2 separate regions of the Anser cygnoides genome follow, and region 1 is linked to region 2. A link is a contact called in public Hi-C data. All regions are on one chromosome and are shown on one strand. Each heading gives the region's core, a stretch centred on a gene start, on an enhancer-like site or on the middle of the called end of the contact. The rest is flanking DNA. Distances are from core to core; before and after follow the strand shown.

The links. Hi-C and Micro-C count contacts between places; a contact is called where the count stands out from the background.
Region 1: a contact with region 2 is called in a Hi-C map of liver, with 4 times the contacts expected there. The contact joins two enhancer-like sites. A contact is called at or near these places in 2 of 7 Hi-C or Micro-C datasets (both in liver).

What each region holds. Positions count from the first base shown.
Region 1 is chr2:130,334,872-130,341,847 of Taihu_goose_T2T_genome, forward strand. JPH1 (junctophilin 1) reads right to left here. Exons shown (of 6, transcript XM_048077035.2): 3 at 3,319-3,437. Among named protein-coding and RNA genes, the nearest start is that of JPH1, 55 kb to the right of the region's middle. Within about 2 kb of position 2,965, at least 2 of the 3 cell types and tissues checked have open chromatin away from gene starts, as enhancers often do. A contact at or near this core is called in liver, where this site is marked.
Region 2 is chr2:130,204,641-130,210,825 of Taihu_goose_T2T_genome, forward strand. ELOC (elongin C) reads right to left here. Exons shown (of 4, transcript XM_048077028.2): 4 at 5,294-6,185. Among named protein-coding and RNA genes, the nearest start is that of UBE2W, 6.3 kb to the left of the region's middle. Within about 2 kb of position 3,846, at least 2 of the 3 cell types and tissues checked have open chromatin away from gene starts, as enhancers often do. A contact at or near this core is called in liver, where this site is marked.

The DNA of each region.
Region 1 (6,976 bases), core at 1,715-4,214, 130 kb after region 2:
GAATCTTGTCTGAGTCTAGCATGAACGAGCTTAGAGAAAACAGCTCCCTGCAACCTTATGAACCCCTAGATCAACCTTTTCAATCACACTTACTCATGCTTGCTTTCCTAATATGCAAATATTAAGGAAATTAATTACTGGGAAAATTAAATATGAAGATTCCTATGGCACCTCAACATTCATGATTCAGACTGACATCATTATTTGTTGCTTTGCTTCCTAACGCTTTGTTCTCATTTCAATCTCCTTTTAAACTACATTACAAAGCTAGAACATCTTGGCAGCTTCTGGTGAATGTCTTAATGAACATAAAATTTAAATGAAGAGAAAGTAATTGGGAAGTGAGAACTGTCATGGTACAATGAGTTATGAATACTCACTGTAATTATAAATTTTGTATAATTCTAGGATATATGGCCCAGAAGGCTATATTTTAAGAATCTGAAATTTAAGAGCTTTATCAAAGATTTTCAAATATTTAAACGGACTTAGGTCTCAGGTAGTGCAGAGATCACTCCTTAAGACAGACAAAAATGCTTAACTTGTTTACGGAGAGTTATACGTATTTCACGTTTCTTCTCTCTTTCTTGTTGATTTGCTACATACATTTGGTTCTTGCTGACAGCATGTTTGTTTACCATTCTAAGCAGCTGAAGCAAAGAGAGAAAAATTACGCTTTCCCACACATAAGTAATTTTCAAGACAATTTAGCACAATGGTAAGCTTTCTCTTAACAATAGTTTCACAAACTGAGATACAACGTGTGTCATTAGCTTTTAGAAGCACTAACAGAAGCTTAAAAAGGAATTGTAAAACTAAAAAGCTCAAGCAACAGAAGAAAACTGAGAAATTGCTATTAGGAGGCAACAATGCTTACCTTGTTTTCATTCAAACATACAAAAATGCTACTCGAAGAGCAGATACTTGCTGCTGTTTGTGTGAGGGAATGTAAATATTTTAAAAATGTATTTTTATTTTATTATCTTAAATGACAAAAGTTATTGCTAGTATTGCCCTATCACTCATAGTATGGCATGTGAGAAATATATAAATAAGCAAGCACTTGTACATGTGAGTCTCAGGGTTAACTGGTACCGCTCTGGAAGAATGTATCTGAAGAAGACATCATGAACACTGAGGATGAAAAGGCTCTCTGACACAGTAATACCTGAAAGCATCACAATGATGTACAAAACTGGTGTTTTGCTGCAGCTTATTTGGAATAAGTGAAATTTAGTCAAAATCTCAGCATCTTGAGGTTATCCAAGCAAAGGGAATAACAATCTTTTCAAATGTATACAAATATCCAGCCACCCTGAAAATAATTAGGAAATGTAAAATTTAGATTCCATAAGAGATATTTATCTTTTGACAACTAGCTAACTAATTGATAGACATTTCCATACAAAGAATAGAGTTAGAAGATGTTGAGAAAAGTTTTGTAACTCACTGTGGACACACAGAGCTGGAATGGGGGAAAGAATACAAACCCTTGCCTTTGGTAACTGAAATAAAAGTTTAAGTGAGAGGAAAATAAGAATCCTACACCTTCTCTCCCCAGATCTCAGCCAATTTGTCAGCAATGTTACTTCCTATCCTGTGGCAGGAAGTAAAAAAAGACACCTAACAAATTCTCTATCTGGTGGATTTTTTGGTGTCGCATTTCACACCATCACACGTTTCCATTTTCTCTTGAGTATTCTAGCCATTTCCTTATTTCAAGGATTCAGCAGCTTTGAAATACTTCCACTCCAAGTGCTTTAACTCCTTCGTTTCTATTCTCTGTCAAGCTTTCCTTTGACAGGGTCCTTGCTATTAGTTCTCTGCATGACTGAACCTATGACTTAACTTATGACCAGTAAGATGAACTGCTGCTATAAACTGGGAGTTCATCAGTTTGTGAAATAATGAAATAATGAAAAAAAAAAAAGACTTTGGTATCACAGGAGTAAATGTGGGCCACTGATATGATGAGTCCACAGAAGAGGAAGTATTGAGGTAATTTCCAACAGTGAAAGGTACATAGTGATACCATGTTAAAGCCAGTAGTCTTATTGCTGCAATTACTTCTGTTGAGCACTGCCTACAGTTCTGGTCACACATGTTAAAGAAAGACACATTTAAACCAGGATGGATACAAAGGAAGGTTAATAAGGGGAATGGAGATTCTAACCTGCATGAGGTGACCAGCCTTTGACTTATGTACTAAACAAATAAAAAAATAAAGCCCCAACCCTCCCAACCCCAATATACACAGATTGCGCTCTACAACAGAATACTTAGAAATAAAGCAAAAAAAAAAAGTGCTGTTTAGCCTAACTGACAATAATGACTTATGAACCAGTTATTTGTAGTGATATACATTGAAAATGAAGGAAATGTGGATTGTTAGAAAAAGTTGAAAAGATAGTTCTTCAATTATGGGGTCATAGTACTAGCCTGTACTATGTAGTAGTACCTTTAAGGACAAAGGGGTTTGTATCTGCAGAAAATTACAGTAAGTGTACACAATAATCTATTTTAGAAGAAAAATGCAGACAAGTCCTTGAAAAGTAATAAATGATATAAAAACTCATTTGACAGGTGAAAGAAAGGACAAAATTCTGAAAATACATTAACTTGCATAAATGAAGATCCATTTCACCTATTCAACCTTAAGCTAAAGAGCAGCACGCAAAAATATTAACCTAATAAAAAGACACTGGAAAAACAAGGTAAAAAACACATTACTTCTTTTACAGCAACTTTTCAAACCATGTGACTGGTGAAAATGTGTTGCAGTGTAACACAGAATTAGGTGACACAGAATTGATGCCATGATATCCTGAGTCTGGGACTAATCTTCCACAGAGCACCACAGGCATAAGAGGAAAGAGTCCCTCACGAGTTATAGATGTGCAATGGCAAAGCATTCTCCAGAGCTCAGGCCTTAGCTAGCCAAGACTGTCAAAATTTCCCTCAGATAGTAAAAAGGATCTTTCCCATAATGAACACTCCACAAAAACAACCTGAATTTCTGTTGATTTATGTTCTCTGAAGTCTTACATTGACATCGTTCTGAAGAAGCGATTAACTTCAGACAAAGCTGTATGCTTGATACTGACTTTTGGGCACTGTTTTATACAAAGCAACAGTCAACAAATAATTACAAAATGAAAACAAAACCACCCTGAGGAACATGCAGTCTTCATTACTGTCACATAACTACTGCTTCTGTATAAACAACATTCAAAATGGAATAAACTTTTTAATTTAACACAGAACCTTTCTACTGCAAGAAAAAAGACTGGCCACAAAACAAAACCGATCTATAATTACCTGGTTGGTAGAAATTTGGTGAAAGTTCTCTGGCAACTGCTCTTGCAATATCACATTCCTGGCGAGCAGACTGAGCGGCCTGATCTGCGGCATCAGCTTTAGCTCTGGCATGTGCCGTTCTGTACAGAGTAGAAAACAGTTTATATGCAGAGGCGTCTATTATGAGTTGCATCAATAATGCAAGAGTAAAGTCCAGCTGCCCTTAGCTATTGTGCACTGTACTGCATAGTTCAGTTAGTCCCATGTGCTGCAAATCACTGCAAATCAAAGTATTCAACAATCGACGTGTTAGTCAGTTTTTCAGTCCTGCTCACCCTTGTATCACATTTACTTGTAGGTACACAATTCACAACTTGGCTTAATATTTAACTTTCTCAATAGAAAAAAAAAAGGTATCTAATTGAAACTGAGATTATGATTATTTGGTCAAATGCTAATACACAGAAGAACACAGAAGGTCAGACTGGGACACTACACTGACTCCCAAACAGGGGTCTGTGAGACCAGGACACATGGTGTTCAAAGGGACTGTGGAATGCCTTTAAAAACACCTTTACAACATTTCAAAGTTAATGTTCAATACTGGGGGAAGGGCAAAATTGAGGTATATTGTCCCCAAAATTTGAGAAATGTGTTCCACAGTCAGACCATGTTGGAAAAGAATCGGATAGAAAATATGTGTTTGATGCTTCAATAGTCATTTATATAAATGGGGACTTAACACTTCTAAATTCTTCTAATTCACTTAATTTCAAATCCAAAACAATCTGAAAAGGCAACTTTTCTGAAGTCAAGACAAGAGTTTGGAATGCTTTCATAAAGTAATCTTCACTCTGCTTCCCCTTTTTTCTTCTGTTATTTTTAAAAAGGACTCAAGAAGAGCTTGTGCAAGTGCCTGTCACTCCTGACTGTGCAAATTGATAGCTGTGTTACTGCACAACTGCATTGCTGTTTGTCCCATCTTCCCTCACCACTTCATTTTTTAAATGGTCATCTGTATAGAAATTCCTGATGGCAGTGATCTCTGTGTCTCTGCAGTGCTAGCACATAGCCTAGAGCTATAAAATGCTTCATTAGAACCGAGGGGAAGCTAAACATGGCAAAACAGCAGAGTTTTTCAGAGCCTCTAGAGAGAGTCATAACATTTCTAAAACAGTTATATTCAATTTTATGATCTCAGGAATTTTCTCATAGCATTCTAGCAGAAAGCTTACATTTAAGTAAGAATAAATTAGCAGGACAACAAAAGCTGCAATTTTTATCCCAAAAGCTGGGTGATAACATCAACAGTAGCCATATAAATGAAACCCCCAAACTTTCAGTGATTTCTATGTAAAAAAATAGTTTTATTTGCAAGGAATGAAGAAGAGTTCTATGTGTTCTAGACACAGGAAGAATTAAATGTTAGTATTGAACTGAATGAGCACCAAGAGATTAACAGTATTGCAGACTTTGCATTTCTAAAAAGATGCTTAATCTCATAGGGTAGTAGTACAAACACAGACATAAAAAAACACATAGTTTCATCTGTGGTGCCTAGAGAAGATTTATTTAAGTTACATCCTCCCCAAAATGTGTGTGTGGATAAATGTTGAATGTTATTTCAAAGCTTAACTTGTCATAATTTAACGGATAAATATCAGCTTATGTTGCTTTCTCATCGGTCCCTCTAGGTCTCCAAAAAGAAGATTATAATGAGGAAATAAGCGATAACACCTTTGACTTGTAGTCAGGATCAGGAAAGAAACTGTTAATCAAAACAAACATGTTATAATCCCATATGTGTTCTGTGCAGTTCATGAAGGGTTGTACGGTATGTGCTTGTTCAGTAACAGCAATCAAAACTGTTCTTTCTCTATAATCATTATTTTCAATTAGATGAGCTATTCTTAGCTCCTGCATAATTATGTCTATGTAGCGTAAACCTAATGAAGCAATCATAGCACTGGGACATTGTTTTATGAGACAATAATGTAGTCTGCACATGGATAAACTAGACTCTGATCACCCTTTTGTGATGATAGAACAACTAGACTATTCCCATATAAAAATAGTCTAACGCTATTGTCACAGCAGCAGTAGACACTTTAAAAGCTAGTATACTAAATGGCCAGCACCAGGAAAACATACTGCCAGTTGTTTATTGATGCTTGTGAATTTTTGTAGTATTACACCCAAGAAACATCCTGTCTAACACGTACTGAAGCAGTGAAGGAATGGCAGTTACTCAAGGAACGAGCTAGTGAAGCTTAGCCACGTGAAGCTGGGCAGAAGCAAGTCACAGCAGGAAGAAGCCAGTGGAACAGAAGGCAAATGAGTGCTGTTTTGCTTGGCTGCCTTATCTTTCACCTTTTACTTCTTCTTTTGCCTTTCACTTCCTGCCGTTCTGCCGCCTTTGTAGCTGCAGCCAGCCAGAAATGTGAGCACGTGGCTGTACCAAGACATCTCCCTGCTGGCTTCTTCAGCAAGCATCATCCACGAACGACACTTGGCAAATGCCGAAAGAAGAGAAGTGGGCAGCATATAGCTCTGTATAACACAGGGCTGCACACTCCATCTGTGAACAAGGGCTCGTCATTATTTGCGTTATTTGCTATTTAGCACCTTGGCATTTGGATGCTTTACTGGCCAACTAGCAATGTGTACTTTCTGGTCTCAATTTGCAATCGTATATTCAGACATTTTTTCACTTCATGCATGCTTACTTGTTGCAGACTCAAATATTTTTCTGTTGCTATTTAATATTCTTTTCTTTTTCATTCTTTCTTTGATTTGCCTGTGTGTTTTCCAAATTGCCTGCTTAGAGTAACTCCTGCTTGGCACTATGTTTTGTTGTACTTGCTCTATTCTGCCCTGCACTCCCCGACTAGTGGGGACTATTAGCAGAGACTGTGGAGAGAGATGTGGGTTTTGAATAACAACTTTTATAAGGGAGAGATACCAAAGCCAGACAGCCCTACTGAAATGCAACTCATTTGTTCCACTCACGCTCTATACAGTGCAGGAAAGCCTATTTCTTGAACTTGTGCCCTGGAATAATTTTGTCACTGTAAAGTCTTGAAGTTTTGTTTATTATCAGTAATTAATCATGGCCATTTAAGCCTGTGACTTGATATATCATCAAGTTGAAATCAGCCACTATCTACTTGAGAATTGTTGTTTTTTTTTTCTTCCCCAGAGAACTCCACATCTCTTGCTGCAACAAGAAATCTTTATGAGAATTTTTGAAAGAGAAAACTCAAAAATTTCTCCTCTCCCCACAGCCAAGAAAAAGACTTCTGCAGGTTTTGCATGCTGTTCTACACATTCTCCAGGAAGGGTTAATCTGTAGTTTCAGCAGCAAAATAGAAACTATGCAGGAAAGTACGCAGCAACCCACAAACTGCAAAACAGTATGGGAAAATAGCAACCTGCTTTGCAATGCTGCATTCGGGTTCTAACAAACAGTAAAGGAACTTTAATGATTTCTTTCAATTCAACAGAGAGTACTTTGTGAAAATGAATTCTTATCAACTGTATCACATAACACACATTACTAGTACACATTACTAAGTTTGGAATTGCCATGTGTATTTGTATGTGTATCTACCTGAAAGCATTACCCTACCATTAATATTCTCTATGATGTCTCAAAAGGGCTTGAAAACTTTCAAACCAA
Region 2 (6,185 bases), core at 2,596-5,095:
TACCTATACGAAATATGGGAGAAAACACTTGTGCAGTTAAACCTTCCTAATCTCTTGCAGGTGTAGAGATAGCCAAAGCAGAAATGAAAAATTCTTGGTGGCTTTTTTTTTTTTTTTGGGGGGGGGGGTTGGGGGAGTTGTTTGGGTTTTGGTTTTTGTTTGTTTGTTTGTTTTTAATGAAATAAATCTCTAGTATTTGGCCAGTGCAGTCTCATCCTGCACAAGTAAACTTAAGTTTTGCCAGAAGCTTCCAAGTTTGGAGTCCTAGATCCCAAATACTCAAAGCTTTAGAGGTAAGAGGGCTTTAATGTGGTATCTGCATTATTTCAGGAGGTATTTTGTATTGATCTGATCAAATACGCGGTTATGACTCATATCTAATATATATATAGTGCAAATCATGAAATTGCAACTGTACCTCCTACTGAAAATGTACCTGAAAACATTCATGAATGTGATCTAAAAACCCATTTCATGGTTTGCATTACCTATATTTACAGAAAAAAATGCAATCAATATTCAGTCTGCATTTGTTAGATAATCTTCTGATGTATCTAACCAGTTTCACAAAAGTCAAATATGTTTCTTGATTGGGGTTCTTATAGTTTTATATTCCATTCCCTCCATTATCGTTACCAAACATTTTTTTTCCTCTGGTCTCCCTTTTCCTGTATCATTCTTCTATATACCAAACTATCACAACCTGTTTCTTTACAATTTCTGCCACTGTAACACGTGCTTGATTTCTTTTGTCTTTGTACACTGTACTTGTTTGTAGCTTTCCATCTTATCTCTATCTTGCACGGAATTTAACTGCACATTGACATTAACCTCCCTTTGTTACTCCAGTGACACAGCAACCATAATCTGCAGTGCCAGGAGACTACGTCTCAGGAGCATGGAGGACTACATACCTCACAGAGGACTTGTGCCAACTTCTTCCACTGCCAGTTTAAGGGTACTGAGCTTAAAAAGTCTGTGGAACAGAGATCTGATAAACACACGCTTGATGCACCTGCAGAAAGCGGTCTGCATCATGCTAGTAAAAGGTGTGGAATCAAACCAAGACAAAATTGTATCGAGAAGACAAATTAATTGCATACATCGCTAAAAATGAAAAATATGCTACATTTTCATATGTTTTTGACCTGTTGAAATTGTGTTGCTGTTTTATTTCTTACTGATAATGTAGGGTTTTCATCAATGGCTTCTTCTAATTTTGTCTTACTCAGTTCTTAATAGTAACAGGCACATTTATCGCTTCTGTTCCACGTCAGTTAAAGGAGTGAATGGAGGCAAAGGGAAAGGTTTCACCTTATTCCCGATATGGGAGAAAACACAGCATGAGTGATCCCATTCTCAGATGTCATGTGCTTCCATTTCTTCTCTTATGCAGGATTTATCAATTTTGCAAGTGATCTGTGGCTTTCAGTTTAGCCACAGGAAGACTGAAACCATTTTGTGGTTTAATCCTGGCAGGCAGCTGAGCACCATACAGCCGCTCGCTCACTCTTCCCCCAGAGGGGTGGGGAAGAGAATCAAAAAGGTAGAAGTAAGAAAATTTGTGAATTCAGATGAAGACACTTTAATACATAAAGAAAAAGTTGCGTGCACAAGCCAAGCAAAACAAGGAATTCATTCATTACTTCCCATTGTCATGCAGATGTTCAGCCACTTCCAGGAGAGCAGGGCTTCATCATGCATAATGGTTACTTACCAAAATGTTTTTCCATCAGATCAGAAAAAAATAACCTGGCCTATTCTGTGGACGCACAGTTATAGTTACTGCCAGGGAAGAAGGAGAACACGTGGCCATGGCAAGAAGGGGAACTGCCTGTTCTAGTAATATGCTGCAATCACCATTTTGAAGTAACTGTCAAGCCACGCCTTTGGCACCAGTACTCCTATAACTCTTAGAAATCCTGTAAAGATAAATACTTATAAAGATAAAAGCTATAAAAATGTAAATAATGAGGATGGTGTAGGACCCGTAATCAAAGAATAGATAAACAGATTAAAAAGCTTGTTGTTATGTAATTGTGAAAAGTTCTGCCACATAAAAAGCGTTATCCAGAGCCCGTGTAAGCAGGTTGATTACGGCATCTATCAAATACAAGGTTCAGACTCTGCTCAGTGATAATAAATACATTTAAGATTCAAATAGCATTGTCGTTTAGGTTGTTTGTTTAATCTTTATAAAGACTCTGAACAGAAAGCTTCTCAGCTAAGCCCAAGGGGTATGTGAATACCTACTAAGCTGGTTATCGGAGATGCACAGAAGTGACTCAGACTCCACAACCAATGCAGAAGATGCTGACAGGAAATTTTCAGGTCTGTGTAGCTGTTTAGTCATGCTGGTCTAGAAGCAAGATACATTTGCTGGAGAAAAGACGTCTTGGGTGGCTTACAGAGCCGTACACTAAGCTATCGCAGCTCCAGCACGATGAAAAACAAATCCTCCAAATGTGCACATCACACTGGGCACTGCCATCACCAGAGACTGCCTGCTATGTACAGAGCTTACAGAATTTCAGTTTGCAGGCTTGTACACCAAGATGTCACTGATTCAGCCTGTTGGTTAGGCTTTGTTTTTTTTGAGCGTCCCTTGGGAAAGACTTCATACAGAGTATGATGTTAAGAAAACAAAAAGGATGAGCGGTTACTTGACTATTTCAGCAAATATTTTCAGGCAGTTCTCTTGTTAAATCATAGTTATTTATTACAAGTTAAATATTTCTCATAAGTGCTCTATGACAAATCTGAAAGCAGCTTAAATGATAGTGTGACATTGGGATATGATTTACATGTTTCGAGTAATTTGCTAGAAATAATTCTGACTCAAATGGAGTCTCACTTCTGGAAAGCATTGTATGTCCAATCTAGTATGGTAATGCAGGAAGCTTTTCCCTGTATGAAAAGATAGATGAAATGCCAAATGCAAATAGATCCTAGACGTTTTTCAGGCTCAGCAATACCAAACAATTTGTGCAAGAGATAGTTAACCTGCCTAACAAGTCCTCTGTTGTTTTACTGAGCAGAATATCAACAATTTGTAGCAACCTAAGACATTAATTATGCATTACTTATGGTTTTGTGTAATTGGGATTTTGAAGATAACGGTTGGCTATTATTAGGCGCAAGTAGGATATCCGTAGTATTTTTTTACATGGGAAGAGAAGCCTAAGCTATGAACTTTCATCTGAAAAAGCAGTTTTAATTAATTAACAATTAATATTGAAAGAATTCACAGTATTTGGCTTTAACTTCAAAAGAATCTGACATTCAATATATAAGGAGTACCATTAATTTCCCTCCTCAAACTCATTAATTGCATGAAACTATCCTGAAAACCAGTAACTTTACCATTGCACAGTAAGGTTTTAATTTATCTAAAAGCTCTCGGGTTGTTACTTTCACCAATGTAAAGTGATGAATATATTTTAAGGAGAACGTTAATTTTCCAAATGCTACCCTGAACAAGTGAGGCTACAAAATACTGCATGATGAATGTCTTGAAAATCGTCCGAGTACATAAGTTTAAGAGGAGAAAAAGTTGAAGAAGTCCATTTGTTACAGAGTAATTGTGATCTTACATCATTATTCTCCTCCCACAGAGTGTGGGAGGAAAATCCTCTACCCTGTAAGCATAAAACATTAACATGGTGATGACCGAACTTTTTTTTTTTTTTTTAATCTCAGTGACCTTTCTCCCACAGAAGAGGGATTGCACCATAACCTATGTTTGTAGAAGCATCGCGCTCGAAGCTTTATTTCATGACATGCAACACTCGTTAAAACCTGAACTGATAAAGTCAACATTCTTCTCTCTCGGCTGCCCTACTGACAACACTCAAGCAAGCTTTGTAGATGACTAATAATCACAAAATCTATGTGCTCTTTTCTGGATCTTCCCGCTGTTGTGCAACACATTGAGGTCACAGTGTTGATATGTTCCCATAACATTGCCACCTAGTGAGCTACATTTAAGAAGAAATCCCACTTCAATCCAATTTATTGTTTGTCAAAAAATCCTTTAAAGCTGGACATTTTCCATGGGAAAAAACACCAAATGCCTCATTTGCTAATTACAGAGCTTTGATCCACCTGTATTTTAAAAAGAGCATTACAGTTTTATTTCCAGATTCACTCAATCTTAAAATAAGAGTTCCTGCTTTTTCTCTCCCAGTTGTTGAAACTAAGCTTACAGCCCAGCCTTCACTGTTAGTTTCAGCTAGGAAAATCTGCTATTTCTCATTAGCACCGACACACTAGTGTTGTGATTTTGTTGACTCTGCAGTAGCTGGTACGGTTAAATTACAATGCAACAATTGAGACCAAAAGAAAAAAAAAAAAAAAAAAAGGAAAAACATGGCCTGAAAAGTTACTTCTGTGCCAATAATTCCCTTGTCTACTTCATTATATAAACCAAAAGATTTAGGTAGGTTTGGGGATAGTAAAAACTACCCCTTTCAATGGGATTGTAAAAACAAGAAGGGGAGAAAAATCAAATAGCCACTGCTGCTATTTATGACATTGGTGTATATACTGTAATTTGTAAATGCGAGCAGAAGCAACAGATTTTCCACATTTAATACCATTACTTCAGAAAAGCCTTTTAAATATTGTGTTCGATGCAGTTGTTGAATATAACGGCCTGGTGAATCTTGATGACAATCTCTCTTTTCTTGAACCTCAAAGCCAAAAGGGAATTTAAAGTCTTGTAAAACAGAGTTTGGATTGTTCCAGATACACAGTCCATTTCACGCTGGGAGGCCACCAGAGACTTCTTCACCACCTTATACTATGAAAAATCATAACGTTGCAGGACTTTCCTCGTTGCTTACAATTGGTAAAGACTTTGCAACTTTTCATGGCTAAATCAGAACTTGTTTAAAACGTTAATCACCAGATACAGGACTAGCTTACCAAGCAAAAGGGAGTTCAGTATTACAGGACCCACAAAGTCTTTAAAGGCTGTCTTTAAAGACTGTCTTTAAAGACTCTTCAAGGCTGTTTAGGAATACCAGGCACTTTCAGTATGCTGTCAGTTCTTTGGAGAACTGACTAGTTACAATTAGGAGGAGCTGGAAGAGATCTAAGCACTAACTAAATTCATGAATCTCTTCAGAACTATGAAGAAACCTTTTAGTATCATCCATGGTGTTTCACCATCTTTCACCCAAATACTAGTTTCAATATTAGCAGTTTGCTCACCACACAATTCACGAGAACTATGATTCTACAGCAGAACACCCGCTCTAAGAGGTCACAAATCAAATCAACAGAAACACAGTTTTAAAAATTTTCAACTTTGAAATTTATTTAGAACTCAGGGGTTAAGCGTGGCAAGTTTCCAATTGTCTGTTAATAGCATACCCATGTCACTACCAAGTAAATTGCACTAATTCCCTCTGCCCCCCTCCCCCTTAGAAATCTGCAGGTTAGTTTGCTTAACAGCCAGTGGTTTTGCAAATAGTGTATTCTAGGACACTACTGCATTTCCTGAGTGTTCAAAGCTTCTGTATGATACATTAAGCTGAAGAAAAAAAACAATGATATTATCATTCAGAAATAAAACAGCTATTTTAACTTACTGCTGAAGTATGGAATCATAAAACGCGATGCATTTTGACAGGAAATTGTTTTGGGTTACTTAAAAAAAAATATTTTATGACATCCTTTTTACTTCAGTTTTAAACTAAACAGTTTTGAGCTTCAACTCATTAATCTCAAGACTATTAAAAATGGCTGGAGAACTTATGATTCGCTCAGACAGAAATGTAGTTGGGACTAAAATATCCATGTCAGTACCCCTTTAACTTTTAGGGTATAGTCCTAGTGGCTCTAACAAAAGCAGCATAACAGGGTATTTCTGGTTTTGTGTTCATTTTTTTTTTTAGTGCTCTTGAAAATGAGTTACTAATAGCACTGACCAGAGTGCTCAAACATAGGATTTCAGACAATCGCTTTGCAGTACACTTCAGCTTTATCATGCAAAACCAATCTAGTTATAAACATCCCCACACTAAACACGATAAATTGTGCCAAAGTATGTGATGTGAATAAACGTCAGCTAATCTATCAACACATTGACATATGTCAGCTTGTCTATCAAGCATTGCTCAAGTCCAGAGTAAGATTTCATTTGTCAGAACTGAACTCCTCCATGGGCAGACTGCATAGTC